Regions from separate parts of the Mus musculus genome. Here all the other regions are linked to region 1. The links are chromatin contacts, called in public HiChIP or PLAC-seq and promoter capture Hi-C maps. All regions are on one chromosome and are shown on one strand. Each heading gives the region's core, a stretch centred on a gene start, on an enhancer-like site or on the middle of the called end of the contact. The rest is flanking DNA. Distances are from core to core; before and after follow the strand shown. Region 1 holds the start of Zfp553 (zinc finger protein 553). Region 2 holds the start of Tmem219 (transmembrane protein 219). Region 3 holds the start of Sez6l2 (seizure related 6 homolog like 2). Region 4 holds the start of Kctd13 (potassium channel tetramerisation domain containing 13).

Region 1 (6,563 bases), core at 486-2,985:
TCAATGATCACTAAACTAAACAATACAGGGGCCTTCTAACAATACAAGACTTTCACAATCCTATTGGTAATATTAGTCTCTTTGGTTTACCCCCATGGAAACAAAGAGAATTAAAGCAATTTTTTTTCTTTCTTTTGTTTTCAAAGCAGGGTTTCTTTGTGCAGTGAGTCTGTCTTGGAGCGCACTCTTTAGACCAGGATGACCTGAAACTCACGGAGGTGTCTCTATCATTCCTCTGACTTCTGAGTGCTAGGATTAAAGGCATGTGCCACCACCACATGAAAGTTAGTAGAAGCCCGGTGTGGTGGTGCAAGCCTTTAATCCCAGCACTTGGGAGGCAGAGGCAGGGGGATTTCTGAGTTCGAGGACAGCCTAGTCTACAGAGTGAGTTCCAGGATAGCCAGGGCTACACAGGAACCCCCCCCCCCAAAAAAAAGAAAGAAAGAAAGTTAGTAGAAAACTTTCCAAGCCCCTCTCTGCGGTCCCATAAATCATCCCAGCACTGAATGCCATCGGGTTTGAGAGAAGTGTTTCCTACTTGGAGGAAACCCTACCCTGGGCCGAGTTTCTAACTATCTACTCAAGCCTGTGTTATATTACAGTATTTCAATTTAGAAAACCTAGTATATGGTCTTTTGATCGAATTTCTGTGGGTTTTTTTTTTTTCTTTTTTTTCCTCCAGTTTTTGAGACTGTCTTACTGTACTGCCCAGACTGGATCTGAATTCTCCACTCCATTGGCTCTATCCTGGTAACTTCTACGATCTTGTATAAACTTACTTCCCTACAGATAAACAGATATGGGGTGTAGGAGAGAAAAAACAAAGTAGCAATGATTGTAACTGCGGGTTCGGAATAAACCTGCTGCCACAAGAGGCAAGAGATAAGTCAAGGACCGGCATTACTCTGCAGCAAAAACAACGGAAAGGAACGCGGTTATTTGGAAAAGGATACTGAGACTACTCTGAGCACGCAAGGTCTGTACTTAACACTAGAGCTTTTAAATTAATAAAAATAAGAAAGCCAGGGAAGGTTTTGAGAAGGCAGCCAGTATTAGAGCTGGATTTACAGCAGAACGCATGCAGAGAAAGAGCACCAGAGATTACAATTGAGCCTGGAGGCCTGCAGTAGGGCTGAGTGAAGGGGGAGGGGAGAGCGTTAGGGAGGATGCCCCTCACGGCCTGGCACACAGTAGGTGTTGGCTTCTTCCCTTCGGATTTTGCTGCCCCTTCGCCCACGTCCGACTTTCCTGGGCCCTGGGTCCCCAAGCATCCATTACCTTCCTGTGCGATGCGGACCGCCGCCCTCACCTGTACCGATGGCTCTCAGCCGCTTTCAAGTCCTCTGTACCGCGAAGCTCGGCGCCCCAGGGCTGTGCAGCGCGCTGCACCGTCGGCCCACGACCGGGACGCGGCCCCGGTGAGTCCGAGGGCACCTGCCGCCCCGTTCCCCTCGGTACAACAGGAACCCAGCAGCCAGCCGCACGGGTACGGGCTCCACGCCACGCCAGGAGGGGGCTCGGCCCACGTCCCGGGCGCCGCTGGGCGGGACGGGAAGCGGAAGCACGGGCCTCGGCGAGCTGCTCTAGGACCCGGAGGAGCCGCGGGCTCGGCGGCGGCGGCGGCGGCGTGGACCAGTTCTAGCCGTGCCCTGCGGCGCTAGCGGCGTGCCTCCTCGGATGGACAGCTGGCACGGCGGAGCCGGACTGCCCGCGCGGGACAACCAGGAAGGAGCCCAGGAATGGAGTGGCAGACAAAGGGAAACAGAGAGCCGGCGGGCGGGGCGGGGCGCCGAGGCGGGGGAAACAAAGCCCAGCTCGGAGTGGGGGCTGGGCCGGGGCAGGCAGGTCGAGCTGGAGCCTGCCAAGTTCTAGCCTGAGAGTCACGAGTCGGGGCACTGTCGGCGAGAGACGATGCTCGGGGACAGGACCTAGAGACTGGGTACCAGAGACAAAGAGATGTAGAAACAGATAAGAACCGTCAAGTCACCCTAATGGAATCAGGGGCCCTAAGAGGCGGAGAGCCTGGAGAGAAACGGGCGGGAGACAGAACAAAGGACGACAGGCGGAGACAAAGGTAGAAAAACAAAGAAAGGCTTTGCAAAGGCCAAGCCCAGGGAGGGACTGAAGAATAAACCCTGCCTCCATCTTGCTGGAGTCACGTTCCAAAGGATCCAGGCCCTAGAAGCATAACCCCGGCATCTTATGTTGTAGGCAGGTTTTCCTTTATAGAGGTGAGTACCCAGAGGCTTCCGTCCTGCCACTAAAGCGAGTGCTAACGGGGTTTTTATTAATTCGTTATGTTTTAGCAGTACATAATGTTATTTGTATTATATTAGATTTGTCAATAAAGCAGAAGTTAGAGATAAAGTTAAACCATGCATCGTCTGTCCCTTGAGTGCGGTCAGTTTTTGTGGGGTTTTTTGTTTTGTTTTTTCGAGACCGGGTTTCTCTGTATAGCCCTGGCTGTCCTGGAACTCACTTTGTAGACCAGGCTGGCCTCAAACTCAGAAATCCACCTGCCTCTGCCTCCCGAGTGCTGGGATTAAAGGCGTGCGCCACCACGCCCGGCTAGAGTGCGGTCAGTTTTTTTAAAAAAAATCATACAAGGCGTGGAGAACTGGGCCAGTGGCATGCCTCAGTGGGAAAAGGGGATTGTCCGCAAGCTTGACAACCTGAGTTCTCTCCAGGGAACCTGTGTGGTGGAAAGGAGAGTGCACGTTGTCCTGTGACCTCCACATGCACTGGTGCAATGTGCCCCCCAAATTTTAAAAATTCTAACTAACTTAAAAAAAAAAATTGGTTGGTCCTGTTAATCCCAAAGCAGGGAGGAGAAAGACCACTGACCCAAATTATCATGCCCAATTAAAGCAAGCTTTGTTACTCTTCTACACGAGATGCCTGCCCCTAAGATGGATTCAAAGGTCAGTATTGAACTAGGGAAAAATAAGGGTTTTATAGCTCGAGGGGGTTGGGGGGGTCCAAACTGGGGATTTGGCAGGCAAATAGGTGGAGTTACAGAGCAGAACAGTTACAAGGCGTTCATAACAACAGGTGGTTACAGTGATCTTTTGAGACAAATGTAGGCTTGCAAGATGGCTGTAACTTTTTGGAACAAGGACGTGGTTGCTGTTTTCTGGAACATTCTGTATGGTACTATTTGTAGTTGAGGTCACAGGTGGGACATGTGTTAGGAGCTGCCCACATTCCAGAACCAGGTGTGCCCTCACCTGCCTTCAGCAATCCAGCCCCAGCAGCTATATCATCACCAGCTGCCATACCCTTTATAAAGCCCATGCCATCAATGGTTCGTTCTCTCTCTCTCTCTCTCTCTCTCTCTCTCTCTCTCTCTCTCTCTCTCTCCTGCTCTGAATCAGCCTTTTGTGCCCCCCCAATAAATCTCTTAACATTTATTGCATTATTATAGGTCAATTGTGTGGTGTGTTCTCTGCAAATTCCTTGGCCCCAGCCACCAAGGTCAACTTTCGATACAAACCCGCCCTAACATGAATATCCTGGTGCCTGCTTTCCCCTTTTGGGGGTTAAAGCCACTCTGGGACCCTACCCACCAGTTCTACCTGCAACAGACCCACCTGGCCCACTGATGGCTTGATAAATGCTCCCCCTTGGTTGGTGTAAATGCTTCACCAGATCTCTGGTGTTCTTGGAGGCAGAAGTTCCCACCGGGCTTTGGACCCTATCCCTTTGGGTTAGGCTTTATTTCTGAGCTCTGTTTCTGCCTTTTGGGTTCCCTCAAAGGCCCTGGTACCAGTCTCCTCAGGGTTTTAACCCTTGTCCCACATTCAGCTGTGCCTTCCAGTTCAGCCTTCCCTGGATCCTGGTGACACTGATCTTCAGGCCTAGGACCTCTTCCTCTTCCTCACCCATGGGAATAGCTTTTTGTACCTCCTGGCTCCCTTTGGGATGCTTCTTGCAGAACACCCGACCCCTCTTTACCTGGCATCTGAACTGAAGGACTCCAAACGTATTGGCTTTTGCAATCAAATTTGGCCTCAGTATCCCTTAGTCAGTCCAAATGTGGCCAACTAGTGGCATCCTAGATCTTAGTCTACACTGCCAGCAATCGAGGGGAGTGGAAAAGAGATTCTCTCCCTATTTCTCTGTTCTCTGCTCCAAGCTCAGTTCGTTTTTGTCTAGTTTTCCCAACACTGTGTAAATGTCCCGTCTCTAAATTACAGTTGTTGGGTCTGTAGTCTGACTCTTCAGCTGTTGCTTCCCTCCCTGCTGTGCCCACCTTGTGGGCTCCGCTCTCTGGCTCCCACAGCCTGCTATGACTCTAGCCTGCTACGCTCACATGGACATCGCCCTTTTCCATTCTGCTCAGAGCTACCTGCTCGCTCTTTATGCCTTCCTAGTCCTAGATTTTGCAGGTTTCCTTGCTTTATGTAGGAGCCTGCCTGCTTAGTCCTGCAGCGTCTCCACACCCTTGTGGCTTCTGTGACATTGGAACCCTCCCTTGCTGGAGTTCCTACTTGTTTCTTTCTCCCTTAACTTTAACCAGTCTACTTCTGGTCTATACCATAAATGCCTCTCTCGAACCTGGAGCCTGCTATGCCCTTGGGCGCTCACCATTGGGCAACAACCTTCCCTCAGCTCTGGCCTGCTGCATCCATCTGGATCTTTCTACTGATGTACTAGTCCCCTTTCCCCCTGCACTCTAGGCTATCTCTCCTTCCAGCCTGTAGTCCCTCAGCTTCGGCTCTCTGCTTCCTCTTGGAGCTATAGGAACACCCCACCCCCACACAGAGAAGCCCTGTCTCACAATAACAAGCAAAAGGATTTCAGGCAGACTGGCTTCCAGACTCCATCCTTACGCCAGTGCTCTAGACCACAGATCCTTAGGCACTTAGTTGGTTCTGAGGCCAGGCGGTTGGTCTTACTCCTGGCATCCAGAGTCTCCAAAGGCCTGACTTGGGACTCTTTAACCACGGCAAATCCTGAGCCAATTCAGTTGAATCCCCAAGCTCTAATGACAGATTTGGAATTGGGTGTGATCGAAGTTTGAAATTTTTCAAACTGTTACCCTAGACGGTGAAGATGGTTCCCCAGGTAAAGGGCCTGCTGCTTAAACATTATGGCCTGAGTTTAGGCCCCCAGCAACCATGTTAAACCTGTAGCAGTCGCACATCTATAGCCCAAGTGTTGGGAGAGAGAGCAGGCAGCTGCCAGATGCTGGAGGCTCAACTGACCAGGCAGCCTAATGAAAACCGCATTCTCCTGTTCAGGGAGAGACCCTGTCTCAAAACGTAAGGTAAGCATGATTAGAGGAAGGAGCCGGAGTGATGGCTCAGCATTCTCCCAAAGGACCTGGGGTTCAAGTCCCAGCATCCACTTGGCAGCCACAACTGTAACTCCAGTTCCATAGGATCTCTGACAGCCTTGTGTAGGCATACATGCAGGCAAAACACCAATGCAGGGTTAAAAAAAAAATGAGGAAGACATCCACGTTTATTTGTGGCTTCATTATGTATCTGCACTGTGGTTTGGTCATGTACCTGCACAGGTGAGTGCACACAAACACATAGAAAAAAAAATACCATTCAGCCCAAAGCATTTGGTAGGAGATGTAGATAATACAGCAAACAGGAACACTTTCACCATAAAAATGCATCATTGTGGGCAACAAGATGAGCCAAGTCAGACAACCTGAATTTGGTCCCTGAGACTCCCACATGGTGGCAGCAGAGAGCTGGTTCTGACAAGTTGTCCTCCTGTGCTGTTCCCCTACCACCACCACCTCCTCCCCAACTTCCATACTTGGGATAGACAGTAGTGGTACATGCCCTTAATCTCAGAAGACAGAGGCAGGTGGAGCTCTTAGTCCAAGGCCATAGAAGGAGTTCCATGCCAGCCAGGGCTACAGAGAGAAACCCTGTCTCCAAAAACAAAACCCAAAACTAAAAAAAACAAAAGAGCACTGACTGCTCTTCTGAGTTAAAGTCCCTGCAACCACGTGGTGGCTCACAACCATCTGTAATGGGATCTGATGCCCTCTTCTGGCGTGTCTAAAGAGAGCAATGGTGTACTCATATACATGAGTGGCGCACGCCTTTAATTCCAGCACTTGGGAGGCAGAGGCAGGCAGATTTCTGAGTTTGAGGCCAGCCTGGTCTAGAAAGTGAGTTCCAGGACAGCCAGGGCTATACAGAGAAACTCTGTCTCAGAAAAAAAAAAAAAAAAAGTTGAGTAGTGGTGGAGCACACTTTAATCCTAGCACTTGGGAGTCAGAGGCACGTAGATCTCTAAGCCTGGTCTACACAAAGAAACTCTATCTAAATAAACAAAAAATAAAACAACCAAAAACCCATAAATACCTATGTATAGACAAAGGAGAAAAATCTAGAATAATACAATTAGAGTAGTGTTATATTGATACAATATATTAGATTAATACCTGATAGTATGTGTATAAATGGGCCAGTTTCCTAATGGTGTGTTGTACATATTTCATTGGTTGATTCTCTCACATACTCATCATCTCCTCTCCTAACGCTCTGACCCCCTGTTGACTCCAGAACCCTCCTCCTCTTCAATAGCTCCTGTAT
Region 2 (6,367 bases), core at 3,097-5,596, 330 kb after region 1:
TAGACCAGGCTGGCCTGGAACTCAGAAATCCGCCTGCCTCTGCCTCCCAGGTGCTGAAATTAAAGGTGTGTACCGCCTCCGCCGCCCGGCCCTAGCAGTTTTTTGCAAGACATGTCTATAGAATCAAATTCTACTGTTTCATTCATCTCGCAAAGTGACACAGAGGTAGCATCAGACACGATTATCTCGTGGTCTAATGTAGGGGATGTCATTCATTAGTTCTCTGTGCATCTCATATCGGTGGAATAATTTTCTACTTAGTCTTCCTTGTCTCATATATGCGTATCATGCACTATGGTCTTTTGCAACACAGTCAATGAAATCATACACTTCTGTTTTGTGTAGGTCAGATAATTTGAATCATTGGCTACAGTCTTGTGAATCTCACATAGTTGAAATAAGTTGCTATTGTCTTTTCGCTCTTCCCCACCCACCCCCCCAAGACAGGTTTTCTCTATGTAGTCCAGACTGTCCTGGAACTCACTCTGTAGTTGCCTCAAACTCAGAGGTCTGCCTGCCTCTGCCTCTCCAATGCTGAGATTAGAGGCATGCATTATCCACCACCGGGATTGGCTTTGGGGTCATGTACAGATGGCATCTTATGCTCTTGTCTTGGTATCAGTTGTTATCTTGTGCAGCTCAAAAAGTAGAATCATTCACTATAGGGCTGATCATCTCACGTAAGTGGAGCCATACATTATTATCTTGTGCATCTCCTGTCAGGGAAATCATACACTATTTTCTTGTGCATCTCATAGAGTGGAATCGTTAATGCCTTAAACATCTCTTATACATGCTGTCCTCTTGTGTATCTCATACAGAATGAATCATTTCTTATTGTCTTGAGCATCTCATGTTGGTAGAAGCCTATACTCTCCCTTTTCTCCATCTCATGGTGGGATGCAATCATCTTGTTCTCTTCATGTAGTCAGAATCATTAGCTATTCCCCTGTACACATCATCTAGTGGAACCCTGTTATTGCCTTGTGCATCTTGTATAGATGGAACCACTCACTTATTAGCCTGTGCTTCTCATAGAGGTGAAATTGTCTGCTCTGTTTTTGTTCATCTCACAGAGGGGACCCATAAGCTAACGTTTTGTGTATCACACATCTACGGGATCATTCACTGCTGTCTTGTGCACCTCATATGAGTGATGTCATTTACATTTATCTTTTGCATCACGCATGTACTGATGGGATAATTTGTTATTATTCTTGCTTATCTTGTACATGTGCATTCATATGCAGTTGTCTCATGCATCTCATGGGACATGCATGTCACAGGCCTCTCAGTGGAGTCAATGTACAGTTGTCTTATACATCCCACAAAGTTGGGAGCGTATGCTATTGTTTTATGTATATTATATATGTGGAATCATTTGCTTACTGTCTTGTGCATCTCAGGTTGGTGTAATCATAAGCAATTATCCTTCACATCAAAAATTAGAGGAATCGTATGCTATCGTCTTGTCTAGCTTATATAGGTGGAATCCTTCACTATTGTGTTATTTATCATGTACAGGTGGAATCACACGCAATTTATGGTGAATATTATGATGATGGACTTACATGCCATTGTCTTGAGGCTCTCATGGACGTGGGATCATCTTGTATAGATAGTTGCTATTGTCTTGAGGGTCTCACGTAAGTGGAATCCCATGCCATTGTTTTCTGCACCTCACGTTTTGGTGACACACATTTGGGTGCTCTGCATTTCCTGTAGTTGGAATCATTCATTACTGTCTTACGTATCTCACGGAGTTAGAGTAATTCCCTTGCTTACCTTCTGCATCTCATACAGGAGAGCCATTTGCTATTGTCCTGTACACATCATGTTACTGGATCATATGCTGTTACCTCGTGCATCTCAGATGCCTGGGATCACACACTATTGTCTTGTTTCATATACTTGGAATCATTTGCTGCTGTCTCTTGGTGACTGATACATTTTACATTTCACTCAGCATAAAATGCCCCAATATGTAGCCAAAGATGGTGGCCCCTAAATTCCTTGTCCTGCTGCCTCTACTTCATGGATGCTAGAGACATGGACATGCAACACCGTACATGGCTTCCCTTCCTCTTCAGAGTTGAGTAATATTCCCTCATATGTTGAGTGACTCACATTTGGATTAGCCATTCTTCTGCTCTAGGGAAGTTTCACTCTGGCTCTTGTGAATAATCCTAGGAATACGGGTGTCATAGTCAGGGGTGAATAATCTTCCTAGGAATACGGGTGTCGTAGTCAGGGGTGAATAATCTTCCTAGGAATACGGGTGTCGTAGTCAGGGGTGAATAATCTTCCTAGGAATACGGGTGTCGTAGTCAGGGGTGAATAATCTTCCTAGGAATACGGGTGTCGTAGTCAGGGGTGAATAATCTTCCTAGGAATACGGGTGTCGTAGTCAGGGGTGAATAATCTTCCTAGGAATACGGGTGTCGTAGTCAGGGGTGAATAATCTTCCTAGGAATACGGGTGTCGTAGTCAGGGGTGAATAATCTTCCTAGGAATACGGGTGTCGTAGTCAGGGGTGAATAATCTTCCTAGGAATACGGGTGTCGTAGTCAGGGGTGAATAATCTTCCTAGGAATATGGCTGTTGTAGTCAGTCAAGGGTGAATAATCTTCCTAGGAATATGAGTGTCGTAGTTAGGGGTGAATAATCATCCTAGGAATATGGGTGTCGTAGTCAGGGGTGAATAATCTTCCTAGGAATACGGGTGTCATAGTCAGGGTTCTGTTCCTGCACAAACATCATGACCAAGAAGCACTTGGGGAGGAAAGGGTTTATTCTGCTTACACTTCCACATTGCTGTTCATCACCAAAGGAAGTTAGGACTGGAACTCAAGCAGGTCAAGAAGCAGGAGCTGATGCAGAGGCCACGGAGGGATGTTCTTTACTGGCTTGCTTCCCCTGGCTTGCTCAGCCTGCTTTCTTATAGAATTCAAGACTACCAGCCCAGGGATAGCACCCTTGATCAAGGGGCCTTTCGCCCTTGATCACTAATTGAGAAAATGCCTTACAGTTGGATCTCATGGAGACTGAAGCTCCTTTCTCTGTGATAACTCCAGTCTGTGTCAAGTTGACACAAAACCAGCCAGTACAATGGGTATACAAAGTCTCACAGAGACATTGTTTCAAATTTGGGCAGCAATTTTATATCCAGAAGTAGAATTATAACCACATGGCAATACTATTTCTGTTGATTTTCCTTTTTTGGAAAAGTCAAATTCTTCCCCATAACGGTACCAGTGTATGTTCCTACCAACAATGTTCAGCTGAAGTTTCAATTTGTCCACATATTTACCAACACTCGCTAGTTTCTGATCTCTTGTTGGTAGCTACACTAACAGATATGAATGATACCTCATTTTGCTTTTTTTTTTTTGCTTTATTTACATTTTTTGAGAACTGTTATGAACTAAAACCGGAGGTACAAATGTTTTTCTTTAGAGAACCATGTTCCACACTATTAATCCCAGCACACAGGAGGCAGAGGCTGGTGGATCTCTGTGTTCAAAGACACTTTGGTCTACATAAGTGAGTTCCATGTCATCTGCACAGTAAGACCCTGCCCTACCCTAAACCAAAACAAATGTTCTTCTGTAAAGGGGACAGTTTTATCCCCAGGACAACAGGGTTATTATGGCTTTTGCAGAATTAGATTTATTCATTTTGTTGTTGTTTGGTTTTGGAGGGATCCCAGGCTGGCTTCGAACTCCTGATGCTCAGGCCTCCACCTCCTAACTGCTGGGGTTACAGGACTGCATCACCAGAGTGAGGATGAGCCCGAGTTCCTGGCTCCGTGCCTTATGTTGTTTCAGGTAAGATGATATTCCCTCTAAAAGGCTAACAGAGTGAGACGAGATGTTCCCCTTTGAACAGCCTTGCAACTCTAGGGTCCTGGGCACTTAGGGACCTCTCAAGAAAAGAGCCAAAGTCCAAGGGCAAGGTGTGTAGACCGTAAGTATTTGAGAGGGCAGAGAAGAGCAAAACCTATACACTACACACAGAGGGGAAGAGTAAAGTCCCATCCATCCCAGAGGACCCCCAAGTCCTTCCCAGAAGCCTGGGTGAGGTTCTGACCCTCCTGTGCTCTCTCAGGAGGGAGACCCTGAGATGTCCAAAACGGCTAGCACGGCCTCCCTCGGCTGTTGCTAGTTTTATCACCTACTCCCAAGTTACTCCCTCCACTTGGCCCATTGGGTGACTTTTCTTTTGGTTCGGCCGGAACTAGGCCAGGGAGTAGCCAGCAACCTTTCCAACCGTGGTCACCGCGCATGCGCGTCTGAATGGACTGGGGCGGGGCCGGAGCGTGCACGCGCGAGCAAGGCCCCGCCTCTCCGCCAAGCCACCCATGACGTCACGGGGCGCCGGCCTCTGCTGGGCTGCAAGCGGTGAGAGCTAGTGGCGAACGGATCTGACGCCGCTTGATCGGGAAGGGATGCGGGTGTCGAGATCCTTCTGGAGGGGCTTTGGGGAGGACGGGAGGTCCAGATGCACCAGCCGCTACTGCCCCTCAGGCTCTGCCCTCCCTCCTCCTCCCCTCCCCCTTGCAGAAATGCCGGGACGTGGAGCCACGCCGGGGCCGAGCATATGTGACACCTGTGTTTCCCAGTGGCTTCCACACTTTCCCACGCTGTCCCCCTCACACCTTATAATGATCTCCTGCCTTCCAGATGCTTATTTTCATCAGTCTATCGCTTCTTGCCTGGAATAGGGTACTCGGAAATTGGAGATGGATTTTAGACCGTAGCCCTACCACTTCTGAGTCCCTGAGCTTCAGTATTCTACTGGCTTCTGGCCTTAAGGATCAGTATGACACCAATAGAAAGAAAGGAGATGGACGTCTGTTGAATTCCTGCATGGCCAAGTACTGAGCAAACAGCTGCCCAGTCGAATCCTCATTACTTGGTGCTCTTAGAACTCCCTTTCAGGACATCCTAACCTCACAGACAACCAACTGGCTTGGTTGCATGTGTGAGCGCCGTCCATTCCTACCTGGCTAGTTAGCTTAACTCCAAACTGGAAACTGAACCCAGACACTTCCGGTCTGGATTGTGACTTGGCTGCCAAAGCCTCACCCCAGATCAACTGCTTCCTCTTTCTCCAGCTGAGAATTCGTTTCACATCTCTTTTGCTAGTACAGAATGCTCTTCCCTGCTTCTCCTTTGGATATTTCAGAAACGAAAGAAAGCTTTTTTTTTTTTTAAGTGCTGTAAGGAGGTGAACTTTTGGAGTTCAGAATCTTGGATTTTGGTCCTGGCTCTGTCACTTTCTGCGTGGCCTTGAGCAAATTCATTGTCTTCTAACCTTAGGTTATCTTTGTATAGCATGGGTGAGTGCCTTCTGACCAGCAGGCTCTTGTCTAGTTCTCCCTTACTGTCCTCCAGCAGGCACCCCACGGAGGCCCAGACCCCTCTGCTCCCCATGGGCAGCTGCCAGGCAGGGCACAACTTGCATCTCTGTCTGGCTCATCACCCACCTTTGGTCTGTGCCACTTTGATCCTGCTGCTCCTTGGCCTTTCTGGCCTGGGCCTTGGTGGCTTCCTCCTCACCCACACAACTGGCCTCCGTAGCCCTGACATTCCCCAGGTAAGTACCCGGGGTGCTCACCCTTGTGGTATATACCCGCCCCTGCTGCTCTTCTCACCTCTCTGTCACTCTCCTTTTTGCACGCAGGATTGGGTTTCCTTCTTGAGATCTTTTGGCCAGCTAAGTCTGTGCCCCATGAATGAGACAGTCACAGGGACGTGGCAAGGGCCTCACGTCGTCGGCTTACTGACCACTTTGAACTTCGGAGATGGTCCAGACAGAAACAAAACCCAAACATTCCAAGCCAAGATCCATGGTAGTCAGATAGGATTGACAGGTGAGACCTGGGGAAAATGGCGGTCCAATGTCACGACATTTAGGGTTGGGCTTGACTTCTGACTTCACCAGACTGCTAACTTGGACACATCCGTACACCTTAGTGACTTTTGCTATGACACAGGTTAGATAGGATGAGATACTTACAATGAATGCTGTCCGCAATATAGGTTCTGTGTTTTGGCTTTGCTGTTCTGGTTCCAAGTTTCTTCAACTCTGTCCTAAAATATACCAAGAGGCCTCAGGTTTAAAAGCAAGGCCCTGCCCCATTAGGCATAGAAAGTTAGATAGATACGAAGAGAGAGTGCAAGCATGCCAGCCTTCCTGGGTTATAGAGTGAGTTCCAGGTCATCCCGGACTACATGTCAAGATCTGAAACCACCTCCAAAATGTATATCACTCATTTAAAGTATACAACTAAGTTACTTTTGGTCTATTTTTTTAGATTTATTTATTATATGTAAGTACACTGTAGCCATCTTCAGACACCCCA
Region 3 (6,805 bases), core at 1,052-3,551, 280 kb after region 1:
GGAAGGTGCTGCAAGAGTCTGGCCGGCTGGAGGGGTGGCTAGTGTGGGGTCTGGGTCAGATCCTGAGATAGTTTAAGGGTAGTCAGCACACAGGAGCAGCAAATTGGCCCATGGGGGTGGGGAACAGCTTAGAATAAACACCCCAAAGCCTCCCCACAGGGTACAGGCTCCATTTCCCCTACCCACACAGGCTCCCCACATTCTCTCAAGATTTTGTAGCTAAAACTCCCTTTTTCTTTTTCACCACCGTCTTAACGGCCCCCTTGAGCCTCTCCCCACCCCCAGTTCTGGCTCTCACTCCTGCCTTCTCTCTCTCTCTCTCTCTCTCTCTCTCTCTCTCTCTCTCTCTCTCTCTCCTCTCTGTTTAGCTCTCTCTGGAGCTTTTTTATGCTTAGCATTCTTATTGCTCTCTGGTTTTATGATCCTAGTTTTATGATCTGGTTTTATATCTCTCTCTGTCTCGCCATTTTTGTGACTCTGGTTGTCTGAATTCACATTTTTCTCTCTGTATACATGACCTCTTGACTGTTCCTCATTTTGTCCCTGTCTCTGGTTCTGTCGAGGGCCAGCTTTGACTCTTTCTCAGCTTCCTAGGGGGTCTCTCCCACAGAACTCTCTCTAACCCGCCTTCCCTCTAGCCAGGCACTCCAGCTCTCAGCGACATAGCCTCTCTCTCTACTCCTATGCCACACTGTGGGCCTCACCCGGCAAGAAGCCGATCTCTGGGCCCTTCCGCAGCAAAGCCCCATGGAGCAGCTCAGCCAGGTCCTCAGAGGCCACTGTGGGAGTCTCACTTCCAGGCTCTGGCATCATCTCATCCTCCTTCAGGGGCAGACCTAGGAGGTGAAGTCCTGTGAACCTCTCCATTCCTCTACATCCTGTCCTTATCTGGAGAGATGCTCCCCAGAGCACATCTTATCGGACACTCAGGGAGTCCCAGGCTGGGTTGAGAGCCAAGATCAGAGGAGTGGCTCCAATCTGCCCTCTCCCTCACTGAGTTCCAGCTCCTGGTCTCTGGGCCTTCAGTGAGAACCTTAATTAGTACTAACCCTGGACAGCTCTAGCAGGGTGTGCTTTGGGACTGCTTTCTATTCCTCCCCAGTGAAATACTCCCCTGATCCCTAAACTCTGAGGAGAGTCTGACAGCATCTCCCAGACTGCTTCCGCAGTGCCAGCTTTCTCTCAGGGTTTTTGCCTCTGCAGACTCTCTCTCTCTCTCTCTCTCTCTCTCTCTCTCTCTCTCTCTCTCTCTCTCTCTCTGCAGTCTTTGCAGCCTCTGTGCCTTCTCTAGACTCTGGTTGGGGATCAGAGTAGAGTCAGGGATTGAATATCCCTGATTGTGTTCATCTGCCTTTGTCCATATGTCCAAGAACATTTGTGTGTACAGCGCCTGGCATCTCTCCCAGTACCTCCATCTCCCACCCAGGTACCCTGCCTGCTTCTACCGCCTCCGCAGAAATCCACCCAACTTCCCTCAGCTCTTCTTCCCGAATTTTAACCCCTAAGATACAACTAAATGCTCTTCTTATTCATTTCTCTATCTCCTTAAAATTAGGAGTTCAAGGGCTCCGTGTAACAGTCAAAGAGCCTTGGCTTGCCCCTTCCCAGTCAACTGTGCCCCTCCCCTCCCCCACAAGCTCGGAAGACTCAATATCTTCAGAGAAAGAAGGTAGAAGACCCGCGAGAACCTTCCCAGGGCCCACCCCCACATGTCCTTACCCTCAATCCAGGCACAGCTCAGCAGAATTAGGAGCAGCAGCTGGGAAGGCGGCGGGTGCTGGGCCTTGGGAGTCCCCATGGCGACTCACACTAATTTCTCTCCTCTGTGGCTCTTCTGAATAATCTCGCTGTCACTTTCCCTCTGCGTCCTTTTATCTTTTCCTTTAATTTTGCTTTCCTGCTAAGGGTCGGCAAAGGAAGGCAAATTTTCTTCCTTTGGGATGGAGAAGCAGAATTGGCCTAGAGGTTGCTTGGAGTCCGCCCCCTTTTGCTCAATCTTTATCCTTTGCTCTGCGATCTATGGCAAAGGGGGGCGCGGCTCCCGCTGCGGGGGGTGGGGCCGAGAGGGCCGAAGGTTATCCCCTTGTTCGGGAGCTTGGGCCCATCGGGATGGATAGATAGATAGCCGGGGAAAGTGGGAGGGGAAAGGCAGCTTCCGAGGGTCCAGGGTGGGCTTGAGGATCCAGAGGGCCCTTATGAGGTTCAACCGGGGCTTATCTCGGAGAGGAAGAGGGAAAGGGTTGCGGAACCAGGGAAGCTGAAGCTCGGCCACTGGAGCTGCGGGAGGGAGAAGCTGAGAAAGGTGTCAAGCCCACGTCAGATCCTGGGGACGGGTGAAAGGAGGGGCCTGGGATTTATTCTCTGACGAGGGAGGAGGAGGAAGTGCAGATGGAGGAAGGAGGGATGCCGAGCCAGGACTGCACTTCCCGAGGCCCCTAGGGGAGAGGAAGGAAACTCTGGTCCCAGTAGTAATTAGGTTCCCTCCCGGCGCCATTCCAGAACATCTGGTATCTGCACCTGGTCTTCCTAAGGTGTCAAGAGTAGGCACAGCTTGGTTCACGTCTTCCTGGCCTGTCCAGTATGTCCTCTGTCCACACCCGGACCTCCCCGCGGGCCTTCACTATGCCCTTTATGGAAGCTCAGGTGGGATGGGCTCGCCCCTCCCGCAGGAAAATGGGGAGTATCCAGGTTTGTAAGGAGCCTGATGGGTATGTGTTGAGACTCCCTTCTCTAGCAGGCGACCTGACAGAGACCTGCAGCCTAGCGGCTACCACCCGTGATCTACTGGCTCTGCCACTGAGCAAGCGAGTGCCCTTTCAGCACCTGGGCGCGAGGACAGCTCCCGGCCCCGCCTGCACGGGCGGCCTTGAAGCCACTGATTGGCTGAAGCCGCTTTCGCGAACCCGCGTCTTGCTCTGTGCTGGCTCTGGCGTAGCCAAGCCAGGGGAAAGGGGAGTCACAGGCCGACCTCTCCAGGGACCCGCAGGCCCACGGCCGGACTCGCAGTTCCAGAGCACCGGCCTCACGAGCGGGTCAGGGCTCTCGCCCCGCCCCCGAGTCTGCCCTGCCCTTCTTTTCGCATTGCGGGGCGGCTAGAGGTTGGCACTGTGTCCCTGTACCCCACGTGGCGCTCGGTCAGGGCTGGGGGAGGGGGTCTGGAGCGGCAAATCCAGAGAGAAGTCTCCCCCCACCCCCCTTGCAGGGCTGGGCTGCGGCTGCCTCTGGGAGGGGTCCTGGGTAGCTAAACAGAGAGGGTTGCGGGAAGGAGTGACGTCAGGGTGAGTGGGCGCCCAAGAAGGGGTGTGTAGGAGGTCGGGAATCGGAGAGGACAGACCCGACCCTTTCGAGGGAGAAGACAGGTCAAGGAGAGAGGAAAGAGAAAGAGCCGCTATAGAGTGGGGCTGCGGGCCAGGTGGAGTAGGAACCGCTGTTGTCAGGGGAAGCTAGAAGAAAAAGAAGGGGTCGATAAGGAAAGGGGGGCTGGAGTGGAGGGAGGAGAAACCAGCTGAGACTGGGAGACTGAGGGTGGAGAGAGGAAAGGAAGAGGAGACTGCGGGAAGGGGAAAGGAGAGAGGAACCACAGAAGGAAGAGAGAACAAGAGTGATCTCCGAGTGGAGACAAATAGAAAAGGAAGGGGAGAAAGAAAGAGGGAAGTGAGGGGAAGGTTTGTTGGGGGGCCTGTAGGAGGAGTGAACAGGAGTGGGGATGTGGAAGGGAGGGAATCAGGAAGCAGTCATCGAGGGGTCAGGTGGAGAACTGGGGGTACCAGGGAGCTGGGGTCTGCAAGATGCAGCTTGCCACTTAGCCAGGGCCTCTTTGCCTATCATGTTTCCATGGCCACTGCCTCTAGGCTCCTCAGCCCTTACTATGCTCCTCGGAGCCCTCACTTCTCTGTTCCTTTGGTATTGCTACCGACTGGGTTCCCAAGACATGCAGGCCCTGGGGACCGGGAGCCGAGCTGGGGGTGTTAGTGGTATGCCTGATGTATGTTCTCAGACTGGCCCAAGGGGCCTTGGGGATTCTGGAGAAGGACCCAGGGCAGAAGGTCTAGTGAGCAGGCGGCTTCGGGCCTATGCCAGGCGTTACTCCTGGGCTGGGATGGGTAGGGTGAGGCGGGCAGCTCAGGGAGGCTCTGGCCTCACAGGAGGGGCAGGGGTCATGGGCATTCAGCGCCCTGGCTTACTTTTTCTACCAGACCTGCCTTCGTCCCCCTTTGTACCACGTGATGCCCAGAGGCATGACGTGGAGCTCCTACAGAGCAGCTTTCCCGCCATTTTGCGGGACTTCGGGGCTGTGAGCTGGGACTTCTCAGGAACTACTCCTCTGCCTCGGGGCTGGTCCCCACCCCTGGCCCCTGGGTGCTACCAGCTCCTGCTGTACCAAGCAGGCCGATGCCAACCCAGCAACTGCCGGCGGTGCCCAGGAGCCTATCGGGCACTGAGGGGGCTACGGAGCTTCATGAGTGCCAATACCTTCGGCAATGCTGGCTTTTCCGTTCTACTGCCTGGGGCCCGGCTTGAGGGCCGCTGTGGACCCACCAATGCTCGGGTTAGATGCCATCTGGGTGAGTATAGCCTGTCTACAAACCTTCCATCTTTCCTACTTTACTACCTCTTTCTGCACTTTGGTTCTTTTCTCAGAATCTTCCCCAACCAGATCTGAGTTCTGTTTTTATGCATCTATCCAGTCAGTGGTGGCTTACACAGTGTCCCACGCTGACTCTTTGTCTCCAACCACCAGCCACCCTCCCCCCTTTTAACTTAAAAGAAATTCTCACTGAAATGTAAGTGGTCAGTGTTACTTGCCCTGAAGAGGAAATACCCAGAAAATGAATTTTAAATTGTAAAAAGAGACTGCTTGGAGCAGGGCATGGTCTTGCATGCCTGTAATCTCAGCACCTGGGAGACTGAGGCGAGGATCACAAGTCTGAGGCAAGCCTGGGTCTTATTTCTCTTTTATTTAGTCTAGGGAGTATAGTGAGATAATCTACATCTCACTATGTAGTACTGGCCTGGAATCTAAATACAGGCCAGTTGGCCTCAAACTCACTAAGATCTGCCTCCCACTACCTCCTGAGTTCTGGGATCAAAGGTGTGAGCAGTAGGTAGCCTACTTTATTTAGGCTTCTTCGCTGATAAGTAGCAATGTTAGTGGGGTGTTCAATAGCACCAACCTGGCATTTTCTGTTTTCAGACACACCAGAAGAGGGCGTCGGATCTCACTACAGATAATTGTGAGCCACCGTGTGGTTGCTGGGAATTGAACTCAGGACCTCTGGAAAAGCAAGCAGTGCTCTTAGCCGCTGAGCCATCTCCCTAGCCCCCTGAGATTTTCTAATGTTCTAAAGATTGAAAGAAAATTGGGAAAGTAAATATTATGACTTCAGCTTAGCATAAATCTCTGTGTACTGCCAGCTGGGTGGATCTTATGATTTGGGGCATACTACTTTTCCTACCAGACCTGCCTTCACCCCTCTGTGCCATGTGACACCCAGAGGCATGACGTGGAGTTCCTACAGAACAGTTTCCCTGCCAGTTTACAGGACTTGGGGCTTCTCAGGGACCACCCCTCTGCCTCAGGGCTCATCCCAACCCCTGGTCCCTGGGTGAGGGCTTTTTGGCTGCTCCCTGGAGATACCATGCACATGTTGGACTTTTAACCTTCATAAGGTTGGGAACACTACCCAGTCTTAAGGACGACTTTCCGGAATGTCTTACTTACGTCAGAGTCGGCTGTTTTCTCAGCACACTCGACTAAGGTCCTGGGGTCAGACTGGATCCATTAGTTTTGCCTCATGGGAGAGGTGCCCAGTACACAGTAGATTCTGGAACTGAATTGACAGAAAGTCCAGGAGGAGATGGTTTAGGGGAGATTTCTTCCAAATGACAGATATGCTTCCCAAAGCAGGACTTCCACAGAATCTGGCCTGTGAGGCCCATTGAGTGGGCAGGCCCCCTGAACACAGGCAGGAATGGTGGATTCCATTCCCATTCTCTCTTCACAGGCCTGAAGATCCCTCCTGGTTGTGAGTTGGTTGTTGGTGGTGAGCCCCAGTGCTGGGCTGAAGGGCACTGCCTCCTGGTGGACGACTCCTTCCTGCACACAGTGGCTCATAATGGTAATAGGACTCACATTCTGGTGGGTCAGGGGACCAAAGACCTGGAGGGATTCCAGCCAATCTGCTCTCAGCAGCACTGTTTTGGGACTGCACAGCCTTGGGCGAGCCACAGCTCCTCCAATCACCTGTGGGGCATCTGCCTTCTTTACCGGGTGACTGTGCATATGGGCTAGGCCCATAAGCTAGACTATCTGCACCCCTATCCTCTTGCTGTGAAACCTTAGGCATTTATTTAATCATATCATGCCTGTCAGCTGGTATAAAATGTACCCGTTTTGGGCACACAGAGCTACCACTGTAAATGCCAGGTATGGTGAAACTCAGGAGGCTGAGCCAGGAGGATGGTGAGTTTAAGGGCCGGGCTACAGGATGAAACCGTGGCTTAATGAACAAATATGCACCACTGGTGAGGGCCTGGTGCTGACTTTGCTTTCCTCAGTCTATACTATGAATCCTAGCACATGAGTTCTGGTATCAGCTGCTGTCTCCATCCCTGTGTGCCCTAGGATCCCCTGAAGATGGGCCTCGAGTGGTCTTCATTGTGGACCTCTGGCATCCTAATGTGGCTGGGGCAGAACGCCAAGCTCTCGACTTTGTCTTCGCTCCAGACCCTTGAGAGACGCTTCTGGCACCTGAGCTGAGTGATGCTGCACTCACGGACAGCCTGAGTGGTGGTCAGGACCTCT
Region 4 (6,223 bases), core at 2,893-5,392, 300 kb after region 1:
GGTGGGAAGGAAGCACTACACTTGGGAGTCAGATAAACTGGAGCTGAAACCGATCACTGGCCTTTAAAGCATCCCTAATGTTTCTTTGTATCTTTGTATGTTAACCAAGGGTACAAAATGTACCAACTAGGCAATGGCAAAATCCCTCCTGACTCAGCAGTATGCAAGGACAATAGGTCAACTTCAATAACAGAGCAGAGCTAGACAGGCACACCTGTAATCCCAGCATCCAGGAGGCTGACACAGGAAGAGCTTGAGGTCAAGGCTAACCTGGGCTATATGGCTAGACCCTGTCTCAAAACTGTAACATAAAGTAACTAAGCAGGACTATCCTTCCTTCCAAGGTCTAGCTCAGGGCCAGACAAAGCGCTCAGAAAGAAAAGGAGGCAAAACTTGACAACCTGAGTCTGGTCTCCCCTCCCCAGGTGCCACAAGGTAGGAGAAGAGAATCTATTCTTCACAGTTGTCCTCTGGCCTCCACATATACATGTGGCACATGCCATTCCTCCCAAAAATATATGTTAAAAAAGATATTCAATATTTTTAAAACTGCTACATGATGACTCTTTAATGGGTCATAAAATAAGTTTAATGGGTCTCAAATATTAGAGAGGGGGATAGAGGAGACAAAGGAATGGTACATTAAGGGACATTTTCTTAACAGCACTCTTTCACACAATGCTTTGAATTATATAAGGATAAAACTAATTTTCCCCCCATGGGCTATGGGTAAAAAATTTGAAATATATACATATACTATCCAAAAGAATTCTGCCCTTTCGGATTTCAAGAGCCAGTAAGTAATCAGGCCAGTGAGGTGGCTTGGTAGGCCTAAATTCAGTCCCCAGAATCCACATGATGGAAGGAAGAGGCATCAGTATCAGATAATAATAATCAATAACTATTGATTACTGTTGGAGGTAAAGAAATGGGAGGGGGGACTCTCTAACCTTCATGTACATGCTATGGTTCCTTCTCTCTTGTACGCACACCCACATTAAGTGAATAAACATAATAAAACAGTTAAAGCCAACAAGCATTCCCTGAGAGAAAAGCAGTTCAGACTCCAGTGAACTTACAACTGGCATTCAATATACCACAACTTACAATCTACTACTGTGTTACTACAGTAACCCTGAACGAGTTGATTAAAGCTTACTACACTGTGTTTCTTTTTCTTACTTATCTTTTGGAACGGGAAAACAGAAAGCTAGAGACAGGAACTGACTGGCTGAAAGGTACTGAGCACAGCAGAGCCGGGCTGGATCCAAAGGGGATGCTGATGGGGTCCCCAGAACCCAAAGAAGTACAACAGCAAGGTGGGAGGCCTGGGAAGCCCCAGCCCTGCGGATGGAGTATGGCTCCACTTTATGACACTTTGAGGAAAGAGTTTCAGTGTTGAAAAAAACCCTAAAATAAAAAGCCCCGAGGGTTGGCATACAGGCACTCGTGCTTATGCACATGTGTGCTGCCTCCCAGGACAGAACCTGATCGTCAAGGTTATTACACTCCAGCTGAAACTGAGATGAAGTGAGAGCAGGCTGCTAAGATGGCTCAGTGGCCAAACTTGATGACCAGTGAGTGCTCCGTATCCAGACTGTACATGGTGAAAACTCTACTGCAGTAGCACACACACATAAATGTAACAAGAAATCAAAAACTTAAATTATATAACTTGAGACCCCTACTGGCCTAGAGAGTTTAAGGCTTTTGAGCAAAGGGGAAAATGGGCTGGGGTTGTGTGGGAATGTCACTCAGGTGATAGTACTAACTGAACAGGAACAGCTACAAGCACAGATCAGGCATTTATGATTTTATGTATGTAAACACATACGCTATGTCTTCACACACACCAGAAGAAGAAATCAAATTGAATTATAGATTGTTGTGAGCTACTATGTGGTTGTTGGAAATTGAACTCAGAACCTCTGGAAGAGCAGCCAGTGCTTTAAAACTCCTAAGCCATCTCTTCAGCCCCTTCACCCACTTCCCAGAGCAGGCATTTTTAATGGCGACAGTCTGGACACCAGAGAGTATTGAGACCCTGCTTTAAGCAGTGGGGATGTTGCCGAGGACTGTGCCCCCAAATATCAAAAGCCTAGGGGTTATGTCAAGTCTAAGCCAGGCTCTTTAGGCCACATCTCTCTTCTGTAGTAATAGCTACCTATTGGATAGAAGGACAGGGACCCAGAAGGGGGGGTGGGGGAGGGGCTCTCACCTGCAGCGCCAGCTGACAGTCTTCAATCAGGCCCTGGACCAGGTAGTATCGGGCTTCACCTAGCAGCTCCCCGAGTTCTCTGGCACTCTCAGGCAGTGGCACCGACCCGTCCCGCAGGTAGTTGAGAATTGTGCCAAAGTGGCGGCCACTCCGGTCAATCAGCACCCAACCTGGTGGGGTGGGAAAAGGCAAAAGGAAGGATGGCTTGCTGGAGGCACTGGGGCTAATACATTGTTAGAAACTGATTCCAACGCCATAGGAAAACCTATATATGCCTGGCGCCACACCCCTTTAATCTCAGTATCTGGAAGGCAGAGGCAGGTGGATCTCTTGAGTTTGCGGCCAGCCTGGTGGTCTACAGAGTGAGTTCCAGCAGCCAAGGTGACATGAAAAAAACCCTGTGGGGACAGGGAGGCAACAAGAACGACAACAAGAAAACCTAATACTTACCTGTTTCAGACCTCTGCCATGTTCAAAAACTGTTTCAAACATCTCCAGTGTATCATACACACACCTGCCACGGAACAGATCCCTCCCAAATCTGCTGGGCAGTCAGAAGGCTCTCACCGTGGGAACGTTGTTTTAAAGTCAGGATCTCATTATGTAACCCAAACTGAGTGTTAGCAGTATAGGCAGGAGGCACCAGGCCCAGCTCACCATGGGGGAGATTCTTACCAAATTACCTTATCAATAAATGTAACCCCTTGTATTCATTTTAACCATCTAATTTAATGAAAAATGCCCACTTCAATCCTCCGGTTCACAACGATGAAGTAGTAACATTACTTGGAATACCAAGAATTACTGTGATTACATGAGATTTTCTTGCTTACTGGTCATTCCTACTCCATGCCCTCCCCAACTCCCTGCGGGGTGTGGGGCTAACTCCCCAAGATTCATCATTTCCCTTTACCAAACTTTCTCTAGCAGTAACTGACGCATCACAATACTAATCAAATAAGTGAATTTTCATCTTCGGTATTTGAAAGCCGAACTTCACCTCCTAAGTGTTTGCTTTTATCTATGTTAAGCCCTTCCCCTTAAAGCTATTCTACAATAAGTGAGTCCCAAATTTAAGGCAACACTCCCGAGAAGGTTAAGGTTCACCTGTCAAGAAAAGCTGCGCCCTTCACTTCGCATTCATGGATGATTCCTAGAGTGCGGGCACTGGGCACTTGTATTAGAGACAGACCAAATCTTTCCGTTCTCGAGGCTACCTGGGGCGGTTCTACCGCAGAGAGGCAAACAAAAGGCTGGGCAGTGGGAAGTAAGTGATAAAGGTTGTTTGAGGGGTACTGCTTGCAGTAGACCTGGTTCCTTGGCTGTTTGAACTAAGGGAAGAAGAGCAGATAATCGGCAATGGAGCGCTTGGCAGATGTTACTGCTGGAAGTAAAGGATTGGGGAAAGAGAGAGATTCTGAATTAGGAAAAGATAAGATGGGACTAGGGAGCCTGGAATGAACTGGGAGCTGGAGGGCAGCACGTGTACCGGCGGCACGCATACCTCCCGCGTCTGTGAGCACTTCAACGCGGCCGCTGAACATGGCCTTGAGCATGGTGTCCTGCCCCGTGAGGGTGCGCAGCGTGGTGTAATGCAGCGAGCCGCCCACGTTCAGCTTCACATACTTGCTGTTCGGGGTGAGGGGCTTCAGACTGTACGAGGGGGAGCCAGGCTCCACACTCGAGGGGCTAGGGGACTCCAAGCATTCGGCCGCAGCCGGCGCCGGGCCCGAGGCCTCGGCCGACATGCCAGTGAGCGGACGCGGGTGGCAGTCGGAGGCCCTCTCTGCGCCCCGGTCCGGTTCCCTGAGATCCCGCGACTCCAGCGCCGGCGCCCGGCCGCTCGGCGCACACGCCCACTCTCCACAGCTACTCCGCGACGTCCACCAGCCGCCCCATCGCGCGCTCTCTCCACCCGGAAGCCGGCGCGCGGAGCTGCGCAGGCGCGGCCAGGCCGAGGGCCGCGTCTCGGGGGCGGAGCCAAGAACCGGGGCGTGCGCAGTCGGTGGCGCCGTTGCAGTCCAGCCTGCGGGTTGGGGGGTGTGGTGTTCTGAGAAAACGTCTAAAGGATCCTTTGCCCCCTTGTTCATGTGGATGGAGAATACCGCAACCCGTGACGATTTCAGCAGCGCTTCATTCGCGTAAAAAGAAACAAGCGCAGAGGCTGAAGGTTGAGTATAGTTTTCCTAGCCCAGCTCAGTGCACTTGACAGACTGTTAGAAGAACCGTCAACAAAATGAAAGTTCACCGCGCGTGGTGGCACACACCTCTAATCCCAGCACTCGGGAGGCAGAGGCAGGCAGATTTCTGAGTTCGAGGCCAGCCTGGTCTACAAAGTGAGTTCCAGGACAGCCAGGGCTAAACAGAGGAACCCTGTCTCGAAAAAACCAAAAACCAAAACAAAAAAAAAAAAAAAAAAAAGAAAAAAGAAAGTTCTCCAATGAGGCCATAGGGTTTCCAGGGGACTCACAGGTTAGAAGGCGGGTGCAAAGAGTTCCCTGAAGGGAAAAGGATAGAGACCTGAATTACATATAACTAATTTTAGCCCTGGAGGCTGAGGCAGAGAGATTATGAGCTCCAGGGGATCCTGGCCTATACAGTCTTACCTATCTCAAAGCAAAAGGAGAACCATTAGGCAGGAACGTGGCGATTACAAGAATAAGACTGGACAAGCTAGTGAAGGTCTTAGAATCCCAGCTGTCATGAGACCTTCCAAGGAACCCCAAAAGAGAAGAAGGTATAGGGCATTGTGAACAAGAGGTGATAGCTGAGGTATTTAACAGCCTGCCCTAACGTCTGGAAGGGGTTTTGTCTTGGATGTTTAAGCAAAGTCAAACCAGGCAGTGTTGGCTCACACCTTTAATCCCAGCACTCAGGAGACAGAAGCAGGTGGCTCTCTGAGTTCAAGTCCAACCCTAGTCTACATAGAAAACCCCTGTGTCGGGAGAGAGTTCCAGTTTCTCTTCTCCAACTCTGTCACCAGCTGACTGGAAGATCTGGGCAAAGCTCCTCTCTCTGGGTCTGGTTGGTTCTTTTGCTGCTCAGTCAGGGGTACAAATCTAGTGTTGGCTCTGGAGAGGTAGCAGTGTGGAGAAGCAAAGTGGCTGTTAGAAGATGTTATCAAGAAATGTGTCCGGCACTGAAGAAACTTGTGTTCTGCCAAGAGGGATTGCCAAGCCTGCTCTCCCTACCAGGTGGAGCAGTGAGAAGGTAATTCTTGACTGGAACTTGCTCTCCTCCCTGAAGCCTTGCTGTTGCCAGGACTGGCCTAGCACCCATAGCGAGGCTGTGGCAGTGGCTTGGTCAGCTCAGTTTTACAAAACACCAATTTCAGGCAAATTCACACTCTGGTGGATAAGAAGCATATTCCATAATCATATCTGAACACAAAATGACCGAATATAACTCTCTCCTACAAATGCTAATTCTTTACTGTAGGAGGCATGGGGGAGGGGTCCTTGCACTCACAGATAAACACTTGGGGAATCTGTAATGTTAAGCACAGAAAGTTGTTCCTTCAAGGGAAGAAATGCTATACCTTGCAGAAGGCTGGAACCAGCCGTTAACTAACCTGGTGACCTTGGCTCTCTGTTTGGCAAGAGACTTCCAGCACCTAAAGAGAGTTGTAAATTTGTCTTCCACAGACAGTCTTTTTTTTTTTTAAGATGTATTTATTTATTATATGTAAGTACACTGTAGCTGTCTTCAGACACTCCAGAAGAAGGAGTCAGATCTCGTTACGGATGGTTGTGAGCCACCATGTGGTTGCTGGGATTTGAACTCCTGACCTTCGGAAGAGCAGTCGGGTGCTCTTACCCACTGAGCCATCTCACCAGCCCCAGACAGTCTTTAAAAGCTATCTTTATGTAATTTACAGAGTTTTGATGGAGTTACATCTGACCTGTATTTAGTTTTCTTTGTTCCTCAAAGAGATTTTGGTATGTTTTTTGTTTTGTTTTGTTTTGTTTTTAACTCAAATTCGAGTTAATTATTACCAGAATAAGT

The links. HiChIP or PLAC-seq counts read pairs in DNA pulled down with a chosen protein or histone mark. Capture Hi-C pulls out chosen DNA fragments and counts their contacts.
Region 2: an H3K27ac HiChIP or PLAC-seq map of acute myeloid leukemia shows a contact between it and region 1, with 2.3 times the contacts expected there. The contact joins the promoter of Tmem219 here to the promoter of Zfp553 in region 1. A contact is called at or near these places in 7 of 39 promoter capture datasets (the 3T3-L1 cell line, the SN4741 cell line, embryonic stem cells and 3 more), 1 of 484 Hi-C or Micro-C datasets (bone marrow-derived macrophages), 10 of 115 datasets of contacts at active chromatin or transcription factors (the 230-238 cell line, acute myeloid leukemia, astrocytes and 5 more) and 4 of 9 other capture datasets (adipose tissue, liver, macrophages and 1 more).
Region 3: a contact with region 1 is called in a promoter capture Hi-C map of adipose tissue, with 3 times the contacts expected there. The contact joins the promoter of Sez6l2 here to the promoter of Zfp553 in region 1. A contact is called at or near these places in 8 of 39 promoter capture datasets (the 3T3-L1 cell line, embryonic stem cells, hippocampal neurons and 4 more), 4 of 484 Hi-C or Micro-C datasets (bone marrow-derived macrophages, cerebral cortex, embryonic stem cells and 1 more), 2 of 115 datasets of contacts at active chromatin or transcription factors (embryonic stem cells and large pre-B cells) and 4 of 9 other capture datasets (adipose tissue, liver, macrophages and 1 more).
Region 4: a promoter capture Hi-C map of adipose tissue shows a contact between it and region 1, with 3 times the contacts expected there. The contact joins the promoter of Kctd13 here to the promoter of Zfp553 in region 1. A contact is called at or near these places in 1 of 39 promoter capture datasets (maxillary cranial neural crest), 1 of 484 Hi-C or Micro-C datasets (bone marrow-derived macrophages), 5 of 115 datasets of contacts at active chromatin or transcription factors (astrocytes, bone marrow-derived macrophages, embryonic stem cells and 1 more) and 3 of 9 other capture datasets (adipose tissue, liver and pancreatic islet).

What each region holds. Positions count from the first base shown.
Region 1 is chr7:127,228,233-127,234,795 of GRCm38.p6, reverse strand. Zfp553 (zinc finger protein 553) reads right to left here and starts at 1,735. Exons shown (of 2, transcript NM_146201.2): 1 at 1,310-1,735. It overlaps Gm4532 (predicted gene 4532), which reads left to right and starts at 1,666. Exons shown (of 1, transcript NR_030674.1): 1 at 1,666-2,378. It also overlaps a transcript of Septin1 not described here.
Region 2 is chr7:126,896,257-126,902,623 of GRCm38.p6, reverse strand. It overlaps Tmem219 (transmembrane protein 219), which reads left to right and starts at 4,346. Exons shown (of 6, transcript NM_026827.1): 1 at 4,346-4,400; 2 at 5,397-5,598; 3 at 5,686-5,875. The coding sequence starts at 5,434.
Region 3 is chr7:126,946,031-126,952,835 of GRCm38.p6, reverse strand. It overlaps Sez6l2 (seizure related 6 homolog like 2), which reads right to left and starts at 2,301. Exons shown (of 18, transcript NM_144926.5): 1 at 1,720-2,301; 2 at 705-836; 3 at 1-62. The coding sequence starts at 1,798. It overlaps Asphd1 (aspartate beta-hydroxylase domain containing 1), which reads left to right and starts at 3,677. Exons shown (of 3, transcript NM_001347657.2): 1 at 3,677-4,565; 2 at 6,006-6,119; 3 at 6,626-6,805. The coding sequence starts at 3,707. The coding sequence ends at 6,735. It also overlaps a transcript of Kctd13 not described here.
Region 4 is chr7:126,926,798-126,933,020 of GRCm38.p6, reverse strand. Kctd13 (potassium channel tetramerisation domain containing 13) reads right to left here and starts at 4,142. Exons shown (of 6, transcript NM_172747.2): 1 at 3,723-4,142; 2 at 2,219-2,388. The coding sequence starts at 3,966. It also overlaps a transcript of Tmem219 not described here.